3 separate regions of the Mus musculus genome follow, and all the other regions are linked to region 2. Evidence: chromatin contacts called from public Hi-C data. All regions are on one chromosome and are shown on one strand. Each heading gives the region's core, a stretch centred on a gene start, on an enhancer-like site or on the middle of the called end of the contact. The rest is flanking DNA. Distances are from core to core; before and after follow the strand shown.

Region 1 (3,311 bases), core at 685-3,184, 7.2 Mb before region 2:
AGGTTCAGTCCATTAGCATCAAAGTGAGAGCATGGCACCATACAGGCCGGCATGGTGCAGGAGGAGCTGAGAGTTCTACATCTTCATCTAAAGGCAGCAGCAGAATACTGACTTCCAGGCAGCTAGGACTAGGGTATCAAAGCCCATGCCCACGGTGACACATCTATTCGAACAAGGCTACACCTCCTAATAGTACCACTCCCTGGAACAAACACATATAAACCATCACACATACTTTTTTATTTATTAACAAAAATAGTTTGCTATACCGATCTACTTTCACTTTGCTTGTGTATTCCTTTGTGCAACACTGGAAGTATTCTTGGTTTGATTCTATCAAAAGTTGTAGGAGGGTGCTCTTTCATGGATACCAAGAAATAACCTCTTGGGCTGAAAAGATGGCTCAAGCACTAAAGGTCAGGCTCCTAACCAAAAATAAAAGAGACATGTCTCTTATTGTAATAAATTATTTTCCACTGAGGCATTTCAGTAGCCTTCACACACACACACACACACAATAAAATAAAATAAAATAAAATAAAATAAATAAAAACCTTCACAAGAAGAGTGGTTTGTATGTATTCTGTTACTCAAGTGGAGCCTGAAGCTTGACAACAAACAAACAAAAATGTCATTGAAAAGTCAAAAGGTAAAAAAGAAAAAGAAAGAAAGAAAGAAGAGAAAAGAAAAAAGAAAAAAAAGAGAAAAGGAAAGGAAAGGAAAGGAAAGGAAAGGAAAGGAAAGAAAAACTCGGAAATAAACCCCTCTAGATCTCACCATCAGTAGTACACTCAAGAAGCAGGTTGGCTCTAATTTAAAAAAAAAAAAAATGCCACATTTGGTAGGAATGTTTTTATGGCAATTAGAAAAAATGTGTTATTCAATTTTGACACTATGCCCCACCCCCAGCCCCTGCCGCAGACTAGGTCTGTCTTACTCTGGCCATTCTGAAACTCACTACTATATAGACCATTGGCGTTATTTTCTGGCTAAACGCCCAAAACAAGAAACTCAACCAATGATTGTTTAACTATCCATCTAACTTCTAAAAGTTCCTAAAATTAAGGCTTAGTTTTCAGTACATACAAAAAAAAAATTGATCATAAGTTATAAAAACATAAACTTTATTAAAATGCTCAAGTTAATTTTGTGTATTGATATGTTCATACATGAGTTCATGTAGCATAATAGCTAAAGCAAAGTAGTGAAAATGCCTAGGTGGGTTCTGTCATTCCATAAATACAAAAGATTTGGTCCTGGCCTTATAATTAATTCAAAGTAAATTAATATATGCAGAACTCACTAAACCAGTATCAAATCCCTTAACATTTGCATAATGAATGAAAAGGAGAGCGCGTCAAGTACCTCTCACATAGCTCAAGACACCCTGCCTAGCCACAGCCCCAGCAGTGATAAAAATTAAGCAGTTAACGAAAGTCTGACTAAATTATACCTCTAAGGGTTAGTTAATTTCGTGCCAGCCAACGCGACTAGACGATTAACCCAAACTAATTACTCTCGGCGTAAAACGTGTTTTAAGAATGACTCTTAAATAGAACAAAATCCAATTTAAATGTGAAAATTCATTGTTAAACCTAAATCCAATAACAAAAGTAATTCTAAGCTGGCCTAGAGCTCACAGCGATCTACCTGCCTCCCCAAAAAGTGGGACTTAAGGAGTGCGCTGCCAACCAGTCCAACTCCCTTTTTCGCCCCCACACCTATTGGCAGCGAGTGCGCACAACGCACAACGCAGATGCCCAAAGCGTTTGCCAGTGTCGGCTTCCTTACTCGGACCCAGAAAGGACGCTGACTGTGACGTTTTCGAAACACAAACTTCCATTGGTCCGGTCTCCAAACCAAGCCCCGCCTTCGCCACTGCGCCCGCCCTTCCGTTAGAAGCCTGCTCTCGATTGGCTGCTTGTACTATTTACCTTTTGTCCGGATATTGCGTGACGCTGTGAGTCGCGCGGTTGCGGAGGAGCGGGCAGAGGGAGGTCGCACACTCTGAGTTTCGGTGACCCGGAAGGGAGCCCCGTGGTAGAGGTGACCGGAGCTGAGGTACTGCCTCGCGAGGCCTGAGAATTCCAGTCCTTGTGACGGGCGTCGGCACAGCGGGATCTGGGCTGGCTGCTACGGGCGGGGCGGGAAGGCCGGGCTCGTCCTCGCTCTTCATCTCCCTGGGCAGAGGGATGCTGAGTCAGCCGCTCGGGGACCCGCGCGGGGGCCCTAGCTGTCGGCGATCGGGTGCCGTGGGGGTGGTGCGTGGACGCGGAGGCAGCGGGCTAGCGGTGAGAGGGGAGGACCGGGCGCATCCGAACACTCAAGCTCAAGGAAGCGTTAGGAAGGGTCGCCACTAGTTCGTAGAGACCCAGCCCAGGAGCCGGTTTCAGACGTCCAGAATCTGCACTTAAATATATGGCAGATAACCCTCTTGGCTGTTCCACGACATAAGGCCACGCAGACTAGGTAGGCTCTGTTCGGGTCAGTAAGCTGAAGCCATAGGTTGAGATGATGTAATGGCATGAAAGTACCAAAAGGGCTCCGGGTTTTTTCCGCAAGGTCAGATGCCTAGAGCTGTGTGCACTTCGTAGTTCCGGAAATTCTTAACTTTGGAGGTGCTAGTTAAAACTTCTTTACATTCCTATAGTTTTAGGGTAATTCATGGGCGATTTCAAAGTCCCATTTTGGCCAAGTTTTCTTGTATTTAAATATTTTACAAATGGGGAGAAAGCGGAAATACAAATCACTTGCCTAAAATTCATCACAACTCATTGACCAGAAATGTGCCTTTAGCATCGCAGAAAGGCGTGTACTTAACTATTTATCGATATAGTCTAACTGGAACTGAGACAATTCAATTTTAGAATGTTGGGGGCAGGGGTTACCCTATTAAGAATACCAGAAGGTGTTTTAACAGGGAAACCTAGCAGGGCAATTTTGTTTATTTTGATTGAATGTTATGTAGTGGAATAATTTAATTTGAATGTATCTGTCGTATCTTAAAGGGAAGTAACATCTGACCTACTTGGTAGACATTTGCATGCCTGGCTTTTGTTCATGGTTTTTAGTCTCGAGTGGTTTAGTTATCTTTTCTCTGGATGATGTTTTTCTTGTGCTGAAATGTCACACAGATTCTTTTACTTTTACTCATTGAATGATGGAGTAAATATCAGGCCAAGCTATGTTTGTAAAATCTGTGATTGTGTCAACATAATAACATTGATTCTGTATTACATATATCTGGTCAAACTTGGATTTATATCATTGGCTGCCCATTCTAAACTAGATTTGTTGAGTCAGAAGGAACA
Region 2 (2,940 bases), core at 220-2,719:
TTCGATAGATGTCTACTTTCAGTATGTAATTCTCGGAGGCGAACTCATTCTAGGCATCTCTTTGCCATCTCCTTCTCACTGGTAAAATGCACATGACATTTTAGTGGCGAGATGGATGCAGCAGAAGAACACTGATCACTTTTGAGTGCATAGCTGTATGAGCTAGTGACCTAAATTGCAAATAACAGAATCTGCGAGCGCTCGAAACTGAAGATGGAATGATGATGCTTCCTGTAGTGCCCATCACACCACCTATCCCAAAGCTTTGTAATCAGGAGGTGAAATCCTGAAAAAAGCCGAGAAATTCAAAGTGCTCTCAGCCCTAAGACTTCTGCTAATCGCCCTACTCTCTAGAGATACAGAGATGAATCTGATACAACCACACCTATTTCCAGGGCCCCAAGAGAGTCTTGTAGAAATGCGCCAAGGAGTCTCACCTAAGTCACACAGGTGGGCAGATGGTTCTGGCACTGATACGACCTTCTCAGGCTGTATTTTTTTCTTTTCCAGTAATTGGAGACTTGCTTCCCAAGTTCTTTCAAACTGGGTAAAGTCTTGGGCTTAGGACTAGCTACACTTTTAGGGGAGAAAAATCTGTCACAACTTTTGTATTGCCTGGCGTGGTGGTGCTTGCCTTTAATTTAATCCCACTACTCCGGAGTCAGAGGCAGGAGGATCTTTGGGAGTTAGTGGCCACCTTAGCGTACACAGTGAGTTACAGGGCAGATAAAACTACAAAGTGAGACCCTGTCTCCAGATTTTATTTATTTTTTTCATATTCTTGCTAGTCCTGCATCACCACCATCGCCATCATTATTGTACGCATTATAGAGGCAGTATGGTAGGTAATACTGGAGCCAACCTGAGTTCAATTTAACCTAAATTTCATATTGCCTTTGTGATCTTTAGCGAGCTAGTCAATCTATGTCTCAGTCTGCATCCGAAAAACAGGGATAGAAATACACCATCTGAATAGAACAGTTACAAGGATGAAAGAGATGCTAGGCAAAGAACGCGGCTCTAGCGGCCCAAACAAAAGCGCGTTGTATCCGGACCGGGTTAGCGTCTCTGTCATTCCCGGGTTAAGGACACCCGCGCCCGGGATCACTATCGCAAACCCACAATCGGAAAATTGGCTGTACCAGGAGGCTTCAGGGTCCCCCAGCGGCACCCGGGGACCTTCTGGGCTGCGCCTCGGCTCCCACCGCCTCCGCTTCCCACTCCTTCCGGCCACTGGTGTGGGGGAGGCCGCCCCAAGCTCAGGACCCGGCGAGTCAGGACAGAAGCGGCCCAGGGTAAGGCTCTCACTCACCATTCGAGATGTAAACCATCTTCCCTCCGGTTGCCTGCTTCCTAGCGACAGAGAAGACCGGACGCCCCTGTTGTCGCCGTACCTAGCCTCCCGCCCCGCCCTGTACGTCACAGGCCACTGACAGACCCAAGTCAGGCTAGAGGTGGGTCGAGCCCATTGGCTGCTGGGAGACCACTCCTGACTAGAGGTTCCGCCCAGTCACACAAGTAACTTCCGCTGGCGTGGATACTGCCTGAGTCAGGAGACCGGATATGACGTCTAGGAGAAACATTGTTTGAGGGTCCTTTTCCCCACCCCCCTCACTTGGTTCCGGTTTGACCGAGAGTCTTTGAGGCCACAGCACTGCCGACCGGAAGTTGCTTGCTAGTTGGCAGACACGCGCAGGGTTCGGGTCCGAGGTGGCTCGAAGGGCTTGGAGGGCGGAACGTTCCTCAGCTTTCCAGATGTGTTGCTGTCTTTTGGAGTGGCAGGGAGAGGCTCTGAGGCGGTGTCTGGGACATGAAGAGCTTTAACCATCAGGTTTTGCTGAACTCACTTTTAAGTCCCTCTGGACCGTATTCCCTTTAAGCCGGTTATTTCTGCTCTCAGTTTATTTGTTTTGCTTTTTTGAAACAGGACTCACACTGTATTCCTGGCTCTGAGCTCACATTGTAGACGAGGCTGGCCCTAAACGCAAAGATCTGCCTGCCTCTGCCTCCGTAGCGCAGGGATGAAAGACAAGCCTCACCACACCCAGCTGGTTTTTGTTTTTGTCTTTTGTCTTGTTTTTGTTTGTTTTTGATTTGGGATCTGTGTATCCCAGGCTGCCCTTGAACTCACTTTGTAGACCAGGCCTATACCAGTACTCATGTGGCATAGGCAGGTGGATCTGTATAAGTTCAAGAAGTGGAATTTGTTATTTTTCGAGACTGTTTTTCTGTGTAGCCCTGGCTGCCCTGTAACTAGCTCTGTAGAGCAGGCTGTTCTTGAACTCAGAGATCCACCTGTCTCTTGCCTCCCAAGTGCTGGGACTAAAGGTGTAACCAACACCCAGCTAAGAAGTGGCATTTTTAATAGCTGTAGAGACACAACTAGGGAAAATCAAATGAACTTCAGAATGACAATTTCCTCTGCTTGTCAGCATTGTAGACGTGACATATGCGTTAGAAGGCAGGTCTTGGGCATCCAGTAAGTTTGAAGAAAATTCCTTGCTGCCCCTGTTGTGTTTCCTTTGTGGTGCGGGGAGTGGGGGTGAGGAGAGGGGAAGGGAGGAATGAGGTGTGCAGTCAGTACAGAAAGGGAGAGTTGGGTGTTTTCCACCTTATTGGACTGGCTAGGGAGCTCTGGCCATCTGCCTGTCTCATCCTCCAGGATAGGTCTGAGTTGTGTGCAACCACTGTTGGCTTTTACATGACTGCTGGGGATTCTAAAATCCAGGCCCTCATGTCTGTGTAGCAGTCACTTTACCCACCGAGCTCTCTTCCCAACCTGGGTCCGTGATTTTTCTCAAGGGCCTTTCTAGACCTGGGCTTAAACCATGACGTTGCCTCTCACTCTCTGTGCTCTCTTTTCCTTCTAACTGAAATCCCTGGTTATACTTTTGTCAGACTGCAACAAGAATGATTTATTTAAAAAAAACAAAACAAAAC
Region 3 (3,212 bases), core at 152-2,651, 9.7 Mb after region 2:
ACAGGATAAGTGTACAGGTCAGAGGACACCCTCAGGTGTTGGTCCTCACCCTCCACCTTATTTTGAGCCATGATATTTCTGTCATTCATCACTGTGTATACTAGGCTGGTTAGCCTGTGAGCTTCCAGAGAGTCACAGATGTGCACTATTGCACCCCACTTTACATGGGTCCTGGGGACTCAAACTCAGCAAGCACTTTATCTGCTGAGCCACTTTTCCAGCCCTGACTAAAATTTACTTATTTATTTTTACTGATTTTAAATTTCATTTATTTATTTATTTTTGAGACAAAGTATCACTCTGTAACCCAGGCTGGCCTCAGACTCATAGCGACTCTTTTGCTTCAGCAGGAAGGATTATAGGCTATCTTTAAATTTTAAAGCACATGCATATACATACATACACACACATATATATGTATATATAAATACAATAATGTATAACAAAACCAGTAGTTTCCAGGACTAACGGCTAAAAGAGGTTATTTTCACGCTACTGGAAATTTAGGCTACTGGAATTCCTCTGGTGAGGTTAATGGGTCCTGGGAATCGAGCTGTAACTACTCACTGCTCTTGTATGGCCATACAGCTACCTGGTTTCTTGTCCAATATTTGATACCAAATTAATTTTAGCCAACTGTCGATTATCATGGCCTGACGACTGGACAATATGTCAAACAGCATCCCCACACTTGACGCTCCTGGTGTGTGTGTATACAAAGAATTATCGATGAGATGAAAGGTAACGTTGTTTTTACTCAAAACTAATAAATGCCAAGGCATTTGAACGTATGAACTAACAACTTCTATGGCACACACACACACATTTCTCATTCTGTTCATCTTTCCAGATGGAATGACTTGAAAGGCATAAAGCGTGACCGTGGGTTCCTCCTGAATCTTCACAGGTGCCCAGGGAGCAGCCACTCCACTGTGGACTTCGATGGCTGGGAATGCTGGAAGCTGATGAGCAGCCGTGTTGCAGACTTCACGGTCTCTGTGCCCTGGTTTATATAAAAAGCTTTATGGTTTATTTCTAAAAGATCCCGCCACCATTTAAAAAATTAAGAGAAAAGGTGAAATATTGGAAACTTCCATTTTAAATAGCTCTTCAAAAATATTTCAGAAAATATTTAGAGGTACTCAATGTTGGGTACAAAAACGTCCGGTTTCTCGAGATTTGAAAGGTTTAAGTTAAAACTGTCAAACTCTGTAACCGAGAGCGTCTGGCAAGTTTTGATTATGGCTCCTTACTACATCCTAGTTGCACTTAGAACAGGTTTCGTTTCCTGTACTCACTCTTTTCGAGATGCCTTCTATGCCCCAATGGTCTGCACGCCCCTGGAAACTCCAAATGTTCAAGTTCAAATGGTTTCTCTTTTCCCTTCCCAGTGGGATTGACGCTTTGCCACACCTCCCAGAATCCTCCTTAAAGATGCACTCTGGGAAATGTAGTTTCATCGCTACAGCGCACGTAGGGGTGGTTGGGTAAGTGGAAATCTGACACACTTCCCAGCAGTCTCAGAGAGATTACCGATGCACTCTGGGAATTGTAGTTCAACTTTTAGGCCGGGAGCTTGTAACCTTGGGTTGCAAAGTTAACCTTATAAAGCATATAGTGAAACCCACCACAAACAAATAGCTTTAACAGTTTCCAGATCTTCTGGGCTAGATGCTGCTTAGCTGAATTGGTGAGCCCCAGGTTCAGTGGGAGACCCTGCCTCAATGAACAAAGGGGAAAGCCATGGAGGAAGACATTCCATGTCAACTTTACCCTCTACACCCACATACTTTAATGTGCACCCATGGACACACATGTGCCATGTACATATGAACATGAAAAAAAAATCTTTTTTTAAGGTTAGGAGTTCCGGGCTTAGCCGGGCGTGGTGGTGCATGCCTTTAATCCCAGCACTTGGGAGGCAGAGGCAGGTGGATTTCAGAGTTCAAGGCCAGCCTGGTCTACAGAGTGAGTTCCAGGACAGCCAGGGCTATACAGAGAAACCCTGTCTCGAAAAACAAAAACAAAAACAAAAAAAGGAGTTCCAGGCCTGCCTTTAATCCCAGGAGACAGAGGCAGAGCCCTCTGAATTTGAGGTCAGCCCAGTGTACACAGTAGACTCAGGTTATCAGGGGTGCATACTGATACCTTGCTTTAAATAAACGAGGGACTGTGCTTAGGTATATAGACGCTTTAGGTAAAACTCTTACCTTGGTCAATCAGTAGGATCAATCACCATCTAAGACGAATCTCCAGTAAAGCTACTTGGGGCTGCTTTCTTTCTTACTATGGGAGTTGCTTGCTTCTGTGAGAAGCCAGTGCTATTAACCACTAAGCCATTTCCCTAGCTCTTCAAAATATAATTAATGAGACAAAATATTAAAAGTACAGGATACATAAAAAATGCATCTTAATGTAAACAAAATTCTATGGGAGAAAACAAAATAAATAACTGTACACACGGTTGTAAGTGCTGGGGCAGAAGTTAAAGCATGGTAAGAGGAGGAGCGGTTTTGCTATTTTACGTAGGATGGATAGCCTCATTGTTAAGGCAACACTGGAATAAAGAGCTTGACAGAGCTGACAGGAACAGCCAAGTTAGGATTTGTGGGGAGAGACTTGTAGACAGAGTAAAATAAGCTCGTGCAAAGGCCCTGGGGTGGAGATGTGCCTGGCGGGTGTAAAGAAAGGTTAGGACTGGGGCTGGAGAAATGGCAGAATGGTTTAGAGTCCTGATTGTTCTTCTAGAGGACCTGGATTTGAGTCCCAGCTTCAATATAACAGCTTACAACCTTCTGGAACTCTAGTTCCAAGGGATCTGAGGTCCTCTTCTGGCCTCTGTGGGCATTGCTCAAATGTGGTACACAGTATACACAGACAAAACACCCATAACACATAACAATAAAAGGTAAAACAAAGAAATGTAGGACAGATCATTATAGATGAGGTCAAAAAATAGACAGGCACTAGATCACACGGAGCCTCACGAGTGTTATGTTTTTATAAAGCCATTATAATGTTCTGGGTTTATTCCGAGAGGGATAGAATGTCACCAAAGGGCTTAAGCGGAACAAGAGGACATTTTAAAAGAACCATTGTAGGGACAAGGTTACTAACTCCTGAATATAGATCTGAACACAGATCTAGATCATCAGAAAAAGGACAGCAGGCCTAGTTTAATGGCTAGCCAGTTTTTAATGGTGAGAGGAACG

What was found. Hi-C and Micro-C count contacts between places; a contact is called where the count stands out from the background.
Region 1: a Hi-C map of CD8 T cells shows a contact between it and region 2, with 10 times the contacts expected there. The contact joins the promoter of Ghitm here to the promoter of Selenok in region 2. A contact is called at or near these places in 3 of 484 Hi-C or Micro-C datasets (CD4 T cells, CD8 T cells and regulatory T cells).
Region 3: a contact with region 2 is called in a Hi-C map of muscle stem cells, with 4 times the contacts expected there. The contact joins the promoter of Nudt13 here to the promoter of Selenok in region 2. A contact is called at or near these places in 2 of 484 Hi-C or Micro-C datasets (CD4 T cells and muscle stem cells).

The regions. Positions count from the first base shown.
Region 1 is chr14:37,133,945-37,137,255 of GRCm38.p6, reverse strand. Ghitm (growth hormone inducible transmembrane protein) reads left to right here and starts at 1,934. Exons shown (of 9, transcript NM_078478.5): 1 at 1,934-2,061.
Region 2 is chr14:29,966,909-29,969,848 of GRCm38.p6, reverse strand. It overlaps Selenok (selenoprotein K), which reads right to left and starts at 1,469. Exons shown (of 5, transcript NM_019979.2): 1 at 1,313-1,469. The coding sequence starts at 1,331.
Region 3 is chr14:20,292,879-20,296,090 of GRCm38.p6, reverse strand. It overlaps Nudt13 (nudix (nucleoside diphosphate linked moiety X)-type motif 13), which reads right to left and starts at 1,401. Exons shown (of 9, transcript NM_026341.3): 1 at 1,299-1,401.